Linked DNA regions of Oryctolagus cuniculus: region 2 is linked to region 1. Evidence: chromatin contacts called from public Hi-C data. All regions are on one chromosome and are shown on one strand. Each heading gives the region's core, a stretch centred on a gene start, on an enhancer-like site or on the middle of the called end of the contact. The rest is flanking DNA. Distances are from core to core; before and after follow the strand shown.

Region 1 (7,691 bases), core at 3,877-6,376:
GTGTGTGTCTCCCTCTTTCTCTCTCTGAAACTCTGCCTTTCAAATACATAAATAAAAAGAGGAGGTGAGATAGTAATTGAATATCTTCTTGAAGTTGATGGAGAGTTTTTAATAAGAAGGTGGTTGGTTATCTATACTGAGAACAAAACAAAGGAAAACAGGCTGGGTTTAAAGTATAAAGGCTTTTGTTAGAGCAAGGCTAACTAAATGTCAAGAGGTAGGCTGAGATTGTACAATCTTCCCCATAGCCCTGAAAAATAAAGTAGCACTGTGTTTGTGTGGCTCTCGCCTAGGGAGGCGGGATGTGTTGCACCAACAATCACATCTTCCCAGGCCCCAGATTCAAGTCCTTGGAGAGCACCTTCCTGAAATCACGATATTAATGTCAGTTCTGAAAGGAGACTAACAAACACCATGAAGAAAGGGAGGAGTATGCACCTAGCATCAAGCCTGTAACTCCAAACCCTTTATAGAAAGAGAAAAAAAAAATCACTTTAAAACTAATAAAATTCATTATCATAAAAAATACAGACTTTTGATGGGAAGAAGTGGAAAAACAGATATTTTCAATAAAGAACAAGATCAAGTATTTCACTTAAACTATGAACTAGATTTTTCTGATCAACTCCTTTTTCTAAACATAGTATCAGGAAACAAGACTTCTAACCATGGAGCACTGAGGTCATCCTTGACTTTGAGGCCCACTTGCTCAGTGTTAGCCGAGGGCCACATGTGTGTGAGGTCCTTCAGTCACTATTTAATTATTCTCTCCATCCCTGACTTCTGCACACATTCTCATGTATAGTGAAAGGACTGTAGTACTGGCAAGTCTGTTCCAAAATAGACTGTGAGTCAGTTATAAAGGAGGGATTCCAGGAACTAGAATTCAAGAGTGAAGAAGTTAAACAAAATTCACATATGACTCAATTCTAATACTTTTTACATAATATTGGGGAGTTCCTTTTTCTATAATTGCTTGTGTGCTTCAGTCGTTATTTTCTTTAATAGCCCTACTTAAGTGATTTTTAAAAAATCATTAAGGGATGACTCTTTGGAGTTAGCTTGTCTGCAACTCAAATATCTAAAATAGCCTTATCCTAAAACCTGTTAAAATGTTTTTTTTTTTTTTTTTGAGATAATTATACTAATTGCAGCATAGAATGGTTTGCTACTTATTGAGCTCCAATTTTCTCCTTCTCAAAAATCAGGAGTCTATTGACGCCCAAGTGCTAATGGGATTCAGGTAGAAGCCATCATTATGGCTTTCAGTTTCCCTACACCTCCCACCAACTGTTACATTTGAACAACAAAGCACCCATAGCAGTCATCCCCTAGGTCACTGCCGCATTTTTTTTTTATAAATGGAGTGAATATATTCCACTTTTAGAATTAATTTCCATTGGCTTTGTTCTCATAAAATAAACACAATTTCCTCCACTTCATAACTACACACTTTCTAAAGAATGTGGTTGTAGCTTTGTTTATTCTGTCCTATTGCATAGTCTGACTCCACTGAAATAATTTCCCATCAAAATAGTCTCTTCTGTTAAGCAATAGTATGCTGAAGGGAGTAAATAAATTATGTGCTTGGAGTTCCTGGAGTTATAGATTAGAACAAACTTGCTATTGAGTATCAGACACTCTAAATAATGGGTAACTCATGAAATTTCAAAATGGTGGATCCCACAGTTCATGTGACTTAAAAATTCTTTTTGTGGAGTGCTGTTGTTCTAGAGTTCAGGCGTTTTAAAAGGAGATTATCTGTATCCTAGGGATTTCCTCCTTTCTCCCACCTTTTGTATCAGAAAAGTAAATAACTAAGTTCCTCCTTAAACACACCTGGATTATTTCTCATGAGGGCCAGAGATGGGCTGATTTATGAATTAGGAAAGTGACCACGGGGCCTTAGAGAATCATTGGCTTTAGTTGTGGGAAGGATCTTGGAATCTCGGTTTAATTTTCTCACAAATGACAAAAATTAGATATGAAACCTGCTGTGGAGAAGTCTGTTGGCATCACGAGTAAGGTAAATCCCTTTGCAGCATTAATTAGGCTCACTGTTACAGAAGGAGAGGGAATTCTGGTAATAGCCTCCATGTGGCAGAAATCCAGAGCCGACTTGAAACTAAAGAAATGGGGGTGAGGGTCTCATGAACTGACTTAAGACGCATTTTAATTGGCACTAATGAATATTAGTTCTCTCACATGATTTCCAAAGTCAGTTTTTTTTTTTAATTCTCTCAAAACTTTCATGTATCAAAGATGGTCCTGAGATACCAGGATGGAAATAATTAGTACTTTTAATTAGTACAACTGGGAAATGAGGCAGACTGGCCTTAATAAGGGTCTCCAATCTGGAGCACATTAAAATGAAAATATATATATATATATATTTTTCTCATATCTAATAATAAAGTAGATTCTACTGACTACCACACAAAATGAGTTATTTTGCAAAATGGAAAGTATAATTGGATTCAGAACAAGTTCAATGTATTAAGAAAGGGGATGTCATGAACTCTGGCACCTGGGAATTAAATTGTCTCAGATGTTCTCCAATACATTTTTAGAACACACTATTTGTATGGCAGGATTTTTAACTACTTAAACCTAAATATTCTAGCGTATTGCATAGTGCCTATTTTGTGGATCAAAATTGAGATTAAAAACAATCAAATATAGTTGGAGCATGTCACATCACATTTCTAAATACAGTCTAACAATTGAACACATACAAGGAGTTGGCAGAAAGACAGCTGCCGTCCTGTATATCAACAGTAGCGCACACATCTGGAATCCTAATGAGCCCAGGAGTTTGGAGCCTTTGGGAGACGGCCATCTGGTGCAAAGGAAATTTAGACAAAGTGTCCCACCCAGCAGAAAGAACCTCATTGTGCTGCTAGGAAAACGGTCGGTGGTACTTCCCTCTGATAACGCACTAGCTTCTCAACTGGTGAGTGATCCAGAGAATGAGATGTGCGCAAAGTGCTCAGTACCTGACCTGGATCTAAAACCATGACAACCCGGCAGATAAGAAGCAGCCAGAAATATCTTTGTGAAATCAATCGCTCTTTGAAAGGGTGTGGGCAAACTCTGCTACCTTTAATCTTTCAGAAATTTCTGCCGCAGTCCTTTACCTGTGAAATGGGGAAGCTGGGCTATGTGAGGCTGATGGCCCTTTCTAGTCCTAACAGCCCATCATCTTGTGATCTTCGAGAAAATGTTCTGGGCACAGCGAGAAAGCACCACTAAAGGTCAAGGAACGAGAGCAAATATTTGAAGCTGGATGCAGGACAGCAGGTTGCTTGATGTCATCAGACCACTGGGGACAGAAGGTACACTCCAAGATGACCTCTCAAAGGACGAGAAATGTGCTGTATTCTGCCAGCAAATGAAGTGAGCGTGGACTCGCTCTGAGCCATGCGCCCACCGCTTTTTTCAGGAGTCTCAGGGATGGAGGGAGACAGGGAAGCCTCAGCAGACCCCAAGGGCATCTACAGGGTGAATAGCTTCCTTCCCAAGAGGGGTGACTGGAGACCATGACCACGGAGGAGGCAGGGATCATGAGGCTGCCCAGGCCAGAAAGCCCTAGCCAAGAGGAAACTTGGAGAGGAACAGCATAGGATAATCACAGGACCAACGAGGCACGGTGCTGGAAGGCTGACGAAGGGATGAGACCTCAGAAGCACGGTGGACGAGACTTCACCACTGTGCTGCAGGGAAGCCATTATCATTGTCAAAGATAACTCTGCATCCTGGTTCTGCTGCTTCATACCTGCTATATCCTTGTGCTTGTTAAACAATGTGTTTTCCTCACCAGCAAATAGGAAATAATAATAATACAGTCATGTGCTGCAAAATGGCATTTCAGTCAACAATGGACTACAAATACAGTGATGATCTTACATGAATGCAATGGAGCTGAACAGTTCCTGTCACCAGGGCTTTGTAACCCATGCATTCCTCACGTGTTTCTGGTGACGCTGGTGTGAACAGACCCACTGTGCCATCAGTTGTATAAAGGAAAACCACATAGTTATGTACGGTACATGGTACTTGATAATGATAATAAATGACTGTTCTACCTTACATATTTAGTACACTATACTTTTTATCATTTCAAAAAGATTTATTTATTGGAAACGTAGAATGATAGGGTGAGAGAAAGAGAGAGAGATTGATTCCATCCACTGATTGACTCCACAAATGCCTACAAAGCCAGGGCCAGATGATGTGGAAGCCAAAATACAGTTGTATCTCTTTTGTGCACTGATTGTAGACATTAAATAAAATAATGCATGTCAAGTGTTAAAGATACTTATTGGTGCATAGTAGACATTCCAAACTGAGTATTAGTTAATCAAGTTTACTACTAGTGTTATTGTTATCTGAATCATCAATGTGAGTATTGAATTTCTGCAGATGGTTGCTTATGAAAAAGGAGAGAGTAAAACTACTGCCTGAAGACCCAAAGTGATGACAGAATATGATGTGTCTCGGAGGAGAGTAGCTGTCGACAATAAAAGGCAGTGGGTTGGGGTGAGTAATAGTGCTGACGTGGATGGGGAAGTTAGAGGGTATCTGGCGGAGACTGGAGGGGAAGCCCTTTCTGCTTGAAGATGTCGGAGAAGATGTGTCATCTTAGTAGGAAGTCAAGTCTCAAGAAAGACAGCATTTTCCTGAAGACGTCTCTTAAAACACACACACTCACACACACACACACAAAACCAGGTGTTTGTTTCCATCTGTCTGGGGAGGAATACTCAGGCTCTTCCCTCTTGGAGATTCACGGAGCACATTGCCCAAAGGAAGACTCTGAAAACCCTAGCCTGGCTCTTTCAAAGCACACATGGCCAAAAACCTATTGTAAAATTTGACACGCCTTGTGTGGTCCCACCTAATAAAATGAGAGAGGAGAGGAAGGGTTTTGAGAAAAAGTTCAGTGATTTACTGGAGCTCATTGGCAATTGTCCCAGAGGAAACAGAAAGCGAAGGGATTAATGATATGGCTAAATGAGAAAAAAAGAAAGGGCAGAGATGTGTGGGATTAAAACTAGGAGAAGGGACTGAGCAAGCGGAAGTGATTGCTGTGTGCTGGTGCAAGGGCACCATGGGTGAGAGGAGAGCACTCTGAGGGCAGTGTTGGCAATGAGTCCAGGCCTCTCTCTAGGTTTGCCTTGAAATGGCCTATTTGGGCCAAAGGTGGAGCTGTTTAGAACATGTGAAATTCACTCAATGTTACTTCATAGTCTTTGAACACTTAGAACTTATCTTTAATATTCAAAACAGTAGTCTGCTGTTGAGTATGAACTTGACTGTACACTGACTGCCTGAATAAATATCTCAACTTACGCTAAAAACTTTAAAATGATTCCCATGGTTTTCAAATAAACATAGTTAAAAATGTTGTCATAAATATTTAATTATATCTAGCTTGGAAATATGGAAGCAGTAATGAATTAGCAAGATAATAATCAAAGTATGTGGTAATATTAATAAATTGATGATTTTATTTATATTATAAATGATTGTTAATTATCTGAGGAGGCATATTAAATATCCATGATAAAATTATGGTTGGGACACTTCATTAATGCCCTTGGAAACACTTCCTTTGTACCTTACTATGTTCTAATATGATCCTTGATGAAATTAAATTGCTACTGATTTTCTAATCTGTCTAATTCATTAACCTTGCACTAATGAATTGTACTGCTTGGCTTGTTCTCAGAAAGCTCAAGTGGTTGCTCATCAATCTACATGTAATTGTTATTTATGTTTTTAAAACTGCTACCTTTTCATCTATAAATATAGGTGAAGGAAAATGAAGTCTTGATGACATTAAAATAATAAAATCAAATTTGAGAAAATCTTAAAGAACAATAAAAAATTATAGGAGCTATGGTTTTATTTACATTTTAGACCATAATAGTTTAATCTTCCAAGCAGCCAATTACCTCCTGGCAATTAAAGATAAGAACATGTCTGTTTAAGATACCTTCTCTTGAGGTTGTATGGAAAATCTGCCAGTCCAAAGGGAGCTGCTCTGCAGTGGGATAAAATATGAGTAGATTTATTTTCATATGAGAATATGTCACATCTCTGTGTAGAATAGACAAATAACCTTTGAGATTCTGTCAAGAATAGGTCTTTAGGGGACATAGAACCTTCAGAACTGGAGGGTGGGAATTGGAAAAAGCAAGCTGAATCTTTATTTCAGTTTTCTTCATAATTTATTTAAAGTGATAAGGGAACAAAATTTAACATTGAGCCAAGAAATACATAAACATCTCATTTGTTCTACAAAAGTCACAATGGCACAGTTCATTTAATGATGGACTTGCTTTTCAGTCTCTCCTTCCTTTTCTAATTTTCTTTTTGTTGAACAAAAAGACATGGGCTTTGGATTAATGAGTATGATTTTTGATGGACACCCATGACAAGATTAAGGGTCATGGTAGATTGGAGTTGGGTTAGAAGAAGGATGGAAGCAGAGAGAAATGAAGTGAATCTCCACACATTCTCTCATTAGAATCTCCCAGCAACCCTGATGTTTGTATTATTATTCATTTTATAAGTGAGGAAATTTAAGGATACAGCTGTTTCATGTCAAAGCTGGGCTTGGAACTGATATCTAACAATAAAACCATAGTTAATACATACAAGGTCTAATAATTTTTAAAATAGATTTATTTGTTTATTTGAAAGGCAGAGTGACAGAAAGAGGGGGAGGGAGAGAGAGAGAGAGAGAGAGAGAGAGAGAATCTTCCATCTACTGGCTGGTCCAGGCTGCAACCAGGAGCCCAGAACTCCATCCGGGTCTCTTATATGGGTGTCAGGTACCCAAATACTTGGGCAATCATCTGCTGCCTCCCAGGTGCATTAGCAGGAAGCCAGGTCAGAAGCAAAGGAGTCAGGAGCCAAATCAGGCACTCTGATATGCACTGTGGGGCTTAAGCTGCTGTACCACAATATCCACCCCTAACTTTTCAAGAAACACTGGGTAATAGCAGGCGACATGGCCAGAGATGTGATGGACTGGCCAAAGTATTCAAGGGGTCTTGCTCTTACTGCACCTTTCATATCCCAGGGCTGGATCGCCCTTCAACCTGCTCCCCACACAGAATGAACTGTTAACAGATTTGAGCACACTTTGGTACTGAAGGGGGAGGAAGCAAAGTCTTCCAGAAGAGGGAAAATCCCTTTTTTGACGAAACATCCTGTGTGGGCCACTGTGAAGCTTGGATTTCCCCTAGATTAGCTTGGGGTGGCTTGTTGCTGCTTCTCACACTGCCTCAATTCAAAGTCACACCTGCTACAGTCTCTTCTAAAATTTACCCATATATGGTGCACCCAAAACCACAAACACAGAACTCAAAGTGGCATTTGCCACTTCTGAGATGCAGAACAGAAAGGAAGAGCAGGTGTTTTTTTTTTCTTAATGAATTAAGTGCGTAGTACATGGTGCATGGAAGAAATGAACACTATTAGATTGAACTTGCTCAACCTCTCAATATGGAAAGGTTAATTTGGGTAGCTGGGGTTAATAATGTGGCTATTAATGTTTAGATATGAATGTAATGTGACTGATTGAGAAAGCAGGTGCTAGTTTGATGCACCATGCATGAGACGGATGAGTCATGTCACTGATTTACAGATAGTCCTGACCATGAAACTATTCAGGGATCCAG
Region 2 (7,691 bases), core at 2,519-5,018, 50 kb before region 1:
AGTTCAAACGGGTGGAACTCAGGTGAAGGCAGGGAGGCCCCGCGTGCTTCCCGGAGGGCGGGGGGGGGGGGGGGGAGGGCAGTCACTGTCACTCACAAAGTCATCCTTGGCCCCGAGTCTCTTTGTCCTGTCCTTCTGCAGGAGGCCCTCCAGGAGGTGTCTTGCAGAATTGGTTATATTTGGTTTCAGCTGGAGAGGCTTGTTCAGAATGTTGTCGTACATCTCAGCTGTGTTTCGGCTATAAAACGGAGGCTGAAAGAGCGAGGGAGGGCACTCACTTAACTGGAAGTTCTGTGTCACAGCCTATCAGCGAAGAAAGACTGAAACTAAACTAGCAGCAGGCTGGATTGGAGAAAGGACGTTTTCTTTTGCCCTTGATTTTTTTTTTTTTTTTTTTTTTTTTTTTTTTACAGGCAGAGTGGACAGTGAGTTGCCCTTGATTTTTAAGTGTCTGTTTTGCAACCCTTATAGGGAAGGGGTGGGTGCGATAAGCCATGGTTTTCACCATCACCCAGCTTAAATGTTGTCCTGTGTAGTACAATGTGAAATGGACAAGAGAAAAGTCCAGTAGGTAGGAGATTACTCTCATAAAATAATCAACATGCTTCTCCTATTAGCTCTTGATAGCTAAACCTTATAGACAAGGGCAAGACCAATGCCAGGCCTGCATGTCCTCCCGTGTGTGGGTTAAGCGGGGGTGGCAGAATGTTCTAGGGCGTATCACTGAGGTAGAGGCAGTACCCGTGGTTCCCTGTGTGCGACTCACCAGGCCATACAGCATCTCATACAAGACGGCCCCCAGGCACCACCAGTCCACCGTCCTGTCATAAGGCTGCTTATGAAGCACCTCAGGTGCAAGATACTGAAAGACACAACAGGAAAACAGAGCTTAGAACCTGCAAGACCGGGCAATCCCAAGAGCAGACATGTACTCTGCAAGGACAGACCCAGAGGCAACTCAGGACGTATTCCTTCAGATTACTGCCCGACAAAACCGCTATCCTTTCTGAGGCTAACCGGCCACCTCTGGGTGCCTCTATTTAGGAAGCTACTGGGTAGCTAACAGTTATCATCCTTGGGGGTTTAGAAACCCTTTTATGATGTGGCTCCTACAGATAGGTCATTTCAATGACAGCAACAGGATGTCTTAGAATTTCTCACGCTGCATGCACCAAGCCATGAATGTAATTTGCTCTCACTGAGCTGTACTAAGCACATTTCTGAAGAGTTCAGGAAGTTAGAAGCACTGTGGCACTAGTCTCTCCTGGACGGACTGAGCAAGCGAGCGCCTACCTCGGGTGTGCCGCAGAAGGTGGACGTCGTGCCGTTGTGTTCAATGTTCTCCTTGCACAGCCCAAAGTCAGTCAGGACGATGTGTCCCTGTGAATCTAGTAGAATATTCTCCGGCTTCAAGTCTCTGTAAAAAATGAACAGAGGAGTAGTTGCTGATGTTAATTTCAGTTCATAACAAGTCCTCTGTGAAGCTAACTGCTAAGGGCATTAGGTATTTTAAATTCACTGCAGTTGTGCAGTGAATAAAAAAAGGGAGTCCTTGTTCTGCTGATCTAGTCTGGATTAGGGACAATCCCAGTTGGCCAGTTCCCTAGTGGCATGGAGTCAAGGCAGCTCACGTGCTGGGGGATCTGGTTTTAGGGGACCAGGTGCACGCACACACACTCTCTCACACAATCTTAAGGCTCCCTCAAGCAGGAGGGCTACCAGGGCTCTTTGGCTCACCTATAAACGATGTTCAGAGAGTGCAGGTAACCCAAGGCACTGGCTATCTCAGCAGCATAGAAACGAGCCCGTGGTTCCAGGAAGCAGCGCTCCCTCTGGAGATGGTAGAACAACTGCAGGAGACAGGACAAAGTTAGTCTGGGCTGCCAAAACACTTCACTAGTGACATATATAGCTAACGAAAACAATCGCAGGAAGTAGCCCTAGGTAATCTATTAACTATTTGAAGCCCGGCAACTTTTACCCCCTAAAGACCTTCGAAAACTTCCTTTTTAGACTAAAAAACCAAGCAGGCTGTGCAGAGACCGGCCCCTGCTCCCCACTCGCTCACCTCTCCACCGTTAATGTAGTCTAGGACAAAGTACAGCTTGTCGGCCGTCTGGAAGGAGAAGTGCAGGCCCACCAGGAAAGGGTGTTTCACGTTCTTCAGCAGCACGTTCCGCTCAGACATAATATGCTTCTCCTAGGAGGATGACAACCCAGACTGAGCGACAAACTTCAACTTGGCACCCACTCCCAAGGCAAAGCTGATTCAGTGAGCGTCCACTCACAGCTCCAACCCACCAGCCCCTTCTCCTACCTCCTTCTTTTTCAGGATTGCTTTTTTCTGCAACACCTTGACTGCATAGAAGGCTTCCTCTGCTTTGTGTCTCGCTAGTAGAACCTGAAATTGCAATAAGAAAAAAAAAAATCATCCTTTTTGGGTCCTCATCCAGGGAGAGTGTAAAATGAACACATACGAGAGTATATACAAAGGTCTCCGGATCTGAAATTACCTTTCCAAAACTGCCCTTTCCAATCACTTTTAGGAAGTGAAAGTCTGATGGTTTAGCATGAGGGTTTGATGATGGGCCAAGGTTGATTTGTTGAGATGGACTTGGCTGAAAAATAAAACATTCTCCTTTAGTGTCACCGCTTTCAAAGGCAGACGTCCACAATAAAGCATAAAAGCTGGATGCAAGTCCCATACGTCTATCAACGCACTCAAAACTATTTTTCAACCACACCATGTCATTATTTCAAGTGAGTATGGAGATTAAACGGATAAAACTTTTATGAAATATGCCTTCAGACAATACTCCACTGACTCAATACTTAACTAGTTATGTCACCTGTTATGTCCTTAACTAATGAGACATTCCTGCCTTCATACTAATTTCCAGAAATGCTATTTTAATCCATCAATGTAGGGATACTAGGTGACTCACTTAACAATTCTCCCCCATAGATGCTTCACAAACGGAACGATACTCACCGGAGGCGAAGGGTTGGCGTTCATAAGCTCGGGCTCCTGAGGTTGGGAGATTTTCAAAATGGACTGAACTTCAGTGCTGCAGAGGAAAAAAAAACACACACACGTTGGAGCCTCCTCGCGCCCCACTAGGGGGCACAGCAACACCACCAGTTGAGTTTCTGGCTCGAAGTTTCCCCGGAGAATCCAGGACTTCAACTGCAAACACCCAAAATCATCTACTGGGCCCTTTGAAGCCAACAGTGAGCCCAGCTGTGTACAGAAATTGAGGTGGTTTTTCACGCGGAGGGCGGGCGACAAGGAGGCAAGCCCGTCTCCGTGTTAAAAACGTCTCAAGTAAACCAGGATTTGAGGAGAAATGAGATCTCCACCCCGACGTAACCCAGCGAGGGGAGACGACTCTGCTACCCTGCCGGCGCTACTGACTTTAATTCCCGCAATCCCACCCGAACTTACTGCTTGCACGCATAGGAATTATTAGCGATCTTCTGAATAAAGTCGTTCAGGCCCATCCTCCTCTGCTTCATGAACGCTGTGAATGAAAGAGGAGAAATAAACGAATGCTCAGATGGCTTCGTAACGTCCGCCGCCACACACACTCCGTGATCCGCGACCTTCCGAAAACTCGCACCGCGCGGCGGCCTGACTCCTGCACTCACCGATGAGGATGGCCACCATGCCCCTCATCCTGGAGTAAGTGAGGGGGCCCCTAGCAGCCTCGGTTTTCACGGTCATCGCCACGGTGAGACCACAGCGAGTCGTTGGGAATGAGAGACCGGCTCAGCCAACTCTGCGCTCGGGCCGCGCGCCCGGCTTTATAAAGGCTGCGCCGGCAGGGGAGGGGCCCGACCGGCGACAAAGGAGCGGCGCGGCCCCGCCCCCCAGCGCAGGCCCCGCCCCCGGCCGCCGCGCCGCGTCCCGGCGGGACGGCAGCCCGCGGCGGGCGGTTCTGTCCCCAGCCTGAGGGCGAGCCGCGGGCGGAGGTGGGGGACTCGGGAGCCGCCCGGGGAGGGCAGTTTCGCCAGTGTTCGGCGCCCCGGGGCGCGGGCGGAGGTGGCGGGAAAGGATGCGGAGTAATTTTCCATTTTTCTCATTTATTCCGTTCGGCGAGGAAGTCAGGGTAGCAGCGCCGAGCTGCCTTCCGGACGCAGCCCGGCGGGCCGGCGGCCCTGCGCGAGCCCACACCCTCCCCCGCAGTTGCACTCTCTCGGCGATAGATAGCCCGGGACCCCCGCCCCGGCGCCCCCCGGTTTCCTCCCCGCCGAGGCCGGGCGGAGCGTGCGACCGCCCGGGAGTTCTCTCAGGCGCAGGCGTCTCAGCGCGCCCTCATCTGCAGGGTCAGCGCGGGGCCGGAGCTCCCGGGCCGGTCCTCCCCGCTCCCGCCGCCCGGTCACGCCGCTCTCCGTCCACCCCCCACCCCTTCTCCCGAGCCCGAGAACCGGGCCGGAGCCATGCGCCCGCGCGCACCGGAGGAGCCAAGTCCCCGCGGGGGCCGAGGCGCGCTTACCCAGTCCGCTCAGCAGGAAAGACTCGCTCCTTTTCTGCGCCTCGGCCCTCTTTTTGTGGCGGGGCCGGAGCAAGGACTCGAGCCGGGCCCTGGCGAGCGCTCCCTGCATCTCCCCCATGGGCAGCGGGCGGCGGGCGAGAGCGACCGGAGAGCACTGACGTTTCCTTGAAGGAGCCGCCGTGACTCAGGCCGGGCAAGATTTCCTGCCCGGGTCCCAAAACAAACAAATGGCCCTTGTGCACGGCCGAGCCGCTTCCGAAAACGCCTTTTTTGTGCTTTTGGCCAAAACCAAGCAAGGCTGGAAAAAAAAAAATCCCAGAACTTGGAAGAGGAGGAAGGAAGGAAAGAAGGAGGGAAAAGGGGGGGGAGGGGAGTCAGGAATGTGTAGGGGAGGGGGCGGAAGCAAAATTCGGCTCTGCATTGAAGACAAAGTGCAATCTGCAGCCCCCCCCCACCCCTTTTGTAATTTCTAGAGAACATTCTGTCCGTTTTGCGTGCACTTTTTTTCCCCCTTGCATTTTAATCCGCGCCACGCCGAGAACACGTGAGGAGGCCGGTGAGGGCGGCGGCGGCGGCGGCGCGGACCTGGCGTGACCCGGGCGGCAGAGGGCGGCGGCGGCGCCCGGCCCGCGCCCGCTGCTCTGCCGCCTCAGAACTCCGCAAGGTCAACGCTACCCTGTCTTAGAATCCCTTCGTTTGCCCTCCTCGTCCCTGCCGCCCGCAGAGTCGCCTGCGTTGGGCTGTTTCCCGCAAAGTGGCGTCTCCTGCACCCCCACAGGGACGAGCCGGTGACGGCGCTCCGGCGCGCGGACCGGGGCTGGAGGCTGCCCGCGGCGGCCGGGCTGTGCAGGCGGCGAGGCCGCTGCCTTCCAGTAACCCCGTCGCTGGGAGCCGCCGGGGCGCTGCAGCCCAACCGCGGGCGCGGGGACGCGCGCCAGCGCTGGCCGGGGGGTGTCTCTGGCTCAGACCTGGCCGGGAGCGGCAGAGACGGCTGCAAGTTCCCCCTCTTCGCTGGGCCGGGTACCTGGCGCTCGCCGCTGCCGTCTGCGGTGGCTGCCCTGCCCTGACCCCTTGCTGCCCTGCCATTTTAGAGTTTGCCTACTGGAGCCTCCACACTCCCAAACACCAGCTGTCGACCCAGGAATAGCCTGCGAGGCGCTTTTTCCCTTGGTCTTGGGCAAGGATTTGTTGTGCAGGCACAGCCACCTCGTTTGCCCTAAAATGATCTAGTCTGGTATCCTGCTTGGGTTTTTCGGTCGCAACAGCCCCAGCTCGGGAGAAGAGAGCATGCATCCTTCTCTCTCTTGGAGACTGGTTGATGAAGTTTGCTTAGTGCTGCTCTCTTAACACAGCACGGGCTCCAACTTAAAGCAAGGTTTGGGTAATTCCATATCATAGTAATTGGCCCGTGTCTGCTTCCTTGTGAACAGATTCTGCCCAGAATACCAGCTATTGCCATTGTACCCCTGGCCCATGTTCTGCCAGTCAACCAACCCAGCCCGGTCCTGTTCCCACCTGTTCCTCGCCAAGTCTTGCCTTGACAAGACAGCAAACATCACTCAGACTGCCTACAAACATCAATCTGCCCGAAGAGTCTTGCCTTTTGTTTTAAAACACTAAATTAAGAAATCAAAATCCCCGCCCTTCCCCCCCTCCCTGCTCCTCACAGGTGCCTGGCCCATGCCCAGTAATTTCAAAACCTCTGGGCATCCTTGTGTTACCGGCTCCATCCAAATCAGAGTTCGGAAAGCACTAACCTTTCAAAGGGGATTTGATAGCCTCCTCTTTCATTCTTCAAGCTGCCCAGGATATAAGGTGGAGGACTGATTTCTGGAGGCTGGAGGTAGTAAAGCTCACTTGTGATGGGACTTGCCTCCCTGCTTCTGTCTCTGAGATGATAAGGGAGGCTGAGCCAGAGGCCAGCTGTCCCGGTTCTGCTGCGAACCCCACTTTATATCTAGGGAATTTACATACAGGAAGGGAGCAAGCTGCAAAGTTCATCACTGGGCCATTTATTCCAACCCCCCCCCCCTTGCAACATCATCCAGCAAATTACAGTCATCAGCGTCCTAGGTTTATTACACCCTCACTAAGACACACAAGAAATGTAACTTAACTGATTAACATCACAAATCAGTGCAGAAAAAAATTCAAAACATATGCACAGGGTTCATTCTCTCTGAGAAGATCGGCGGCATGCGTTCCAGGAGGGACGTGAAATTCGAGTGAGAGGGCTCTCAGTGGAATGGAGAAGACACACAACCATATGATTTGTGGTTAGAGCAGAAGAGGAATGTCTGATGGGCTTCTGCCTCCCTCTACACGAACGTTCAGCGCTTGGAGACGGAATGGCCAGCTAAACTTATCATTTAACCCGAGAGAATCAAGTTGTTGAGACTGGCCTTTCTTCCAACCGGATACCTGATGGGTGGAGCAGGCGCCCCCTGTTCTGTCCCAGCAACCTACTAAAGCTTCCGAACAGGAAGGTGACACACGGCGGTGAGCGGGGCGGGGAGGCAGGGCACTGTGTGTGACGCGCGCCGGGTAGCACCGCGCAGTCTCTGGGTCGCCTGTGGCTGCTATTCTGTTCTTCCTTCCTGTCGCCAGTCTCTTTCTCTGGGTCAGATAGTCCTCCTACCGGGAGCAATCCTGCCCCTTCCTTCTTCCTCCCTGGTGGCAAAGTGGCCTGAAGTGCCTCGCCAAACTGCTCTTGGAACTGCAACCTAGAGGGCGCTCGAGTTCTCCGGGAGAACTGCAGACGCGCCTGCTTTCCCTGCCTTGCCTCCTGAGGTTTAATCACTTCAGAGAATTTCTAGACCACACTTTTCTGCATTCAAAGATCATATAGAAGATTTGGTCTGAGATAGACTGGTTACCTCCCGAGTCGCCCAAACCAGTCGTCTCACAGCTATGCCTCGTGCTGGGAAAACTGCAATTAAAACTCCCCAATGGAAATCACTCACCACTTTGTAAAGTTTGCACCAAAACATTTTCTGGTGCATGCATATTTTAATACTTTGGAAAACTGTTTTCTGCTTCTCTACTTTATTTCTCTTTAGTGGTGGACTATGAATACTGAAACCTTAAGGCTTTACCAGAATATGGCCATATAATTTAAAGGCTCACAAATCACTGATATTTCTCTATACATTAGAAGAGATATTTTGAAAAAAACACTTTATAAGACTTAAATAT

What was found. Hi-C and Micro-C count contacts between places; a contact is called where the count stands out from the background.
Region 2: a Hi-C map of liver shows a contact between it and region 1, with 5 times the contacts expected there. The contact joins the promoter of SGK1 here to the enhancer-like site in region 1. A contact is called at or near these places in 3 of 6 Hi-C or Micro-C datasets (ear pinna, liver and an unstated tissue).

What each region holds. Positions count from the first base shown.
Region 1 is chr5:34,640,621-34,648,311 of mOryCun1.1, reverse strand. It overlaps a transcript of SGK1 not described here. Among named protein-coding and RNA genes, the nearest start is that of SGK1, 49 kb to the left of the region's middle. Within about 2 kb of position 5,126, at least 1 of the 8 cell types and tissues checked has an H3K27ac peak or open chromatin away from gene starts, as enhancers often do.
Region 2 is chr5:34,689,757-34,697,447 of mOryCun1.1, reverse strand. It overlaps SGK1 (serum/glucocorticoid regulated kinase 1), which reads right to left and starts at 3,768. Exons shown (of 12, transcript NM_001082056.1): 1 at 3,649-3,768; 2 at 3,446-3,521; 3 at 2,993-3,068; 4 at 2,514-2,618; 5 at 2,318-2,401; 6 at 2,069-2,200; 7 at 1,738-1,850; 8 at 1,294-1,417; 9 at 767-862; 10 at 97-252. The coding sequence starts at 3,724.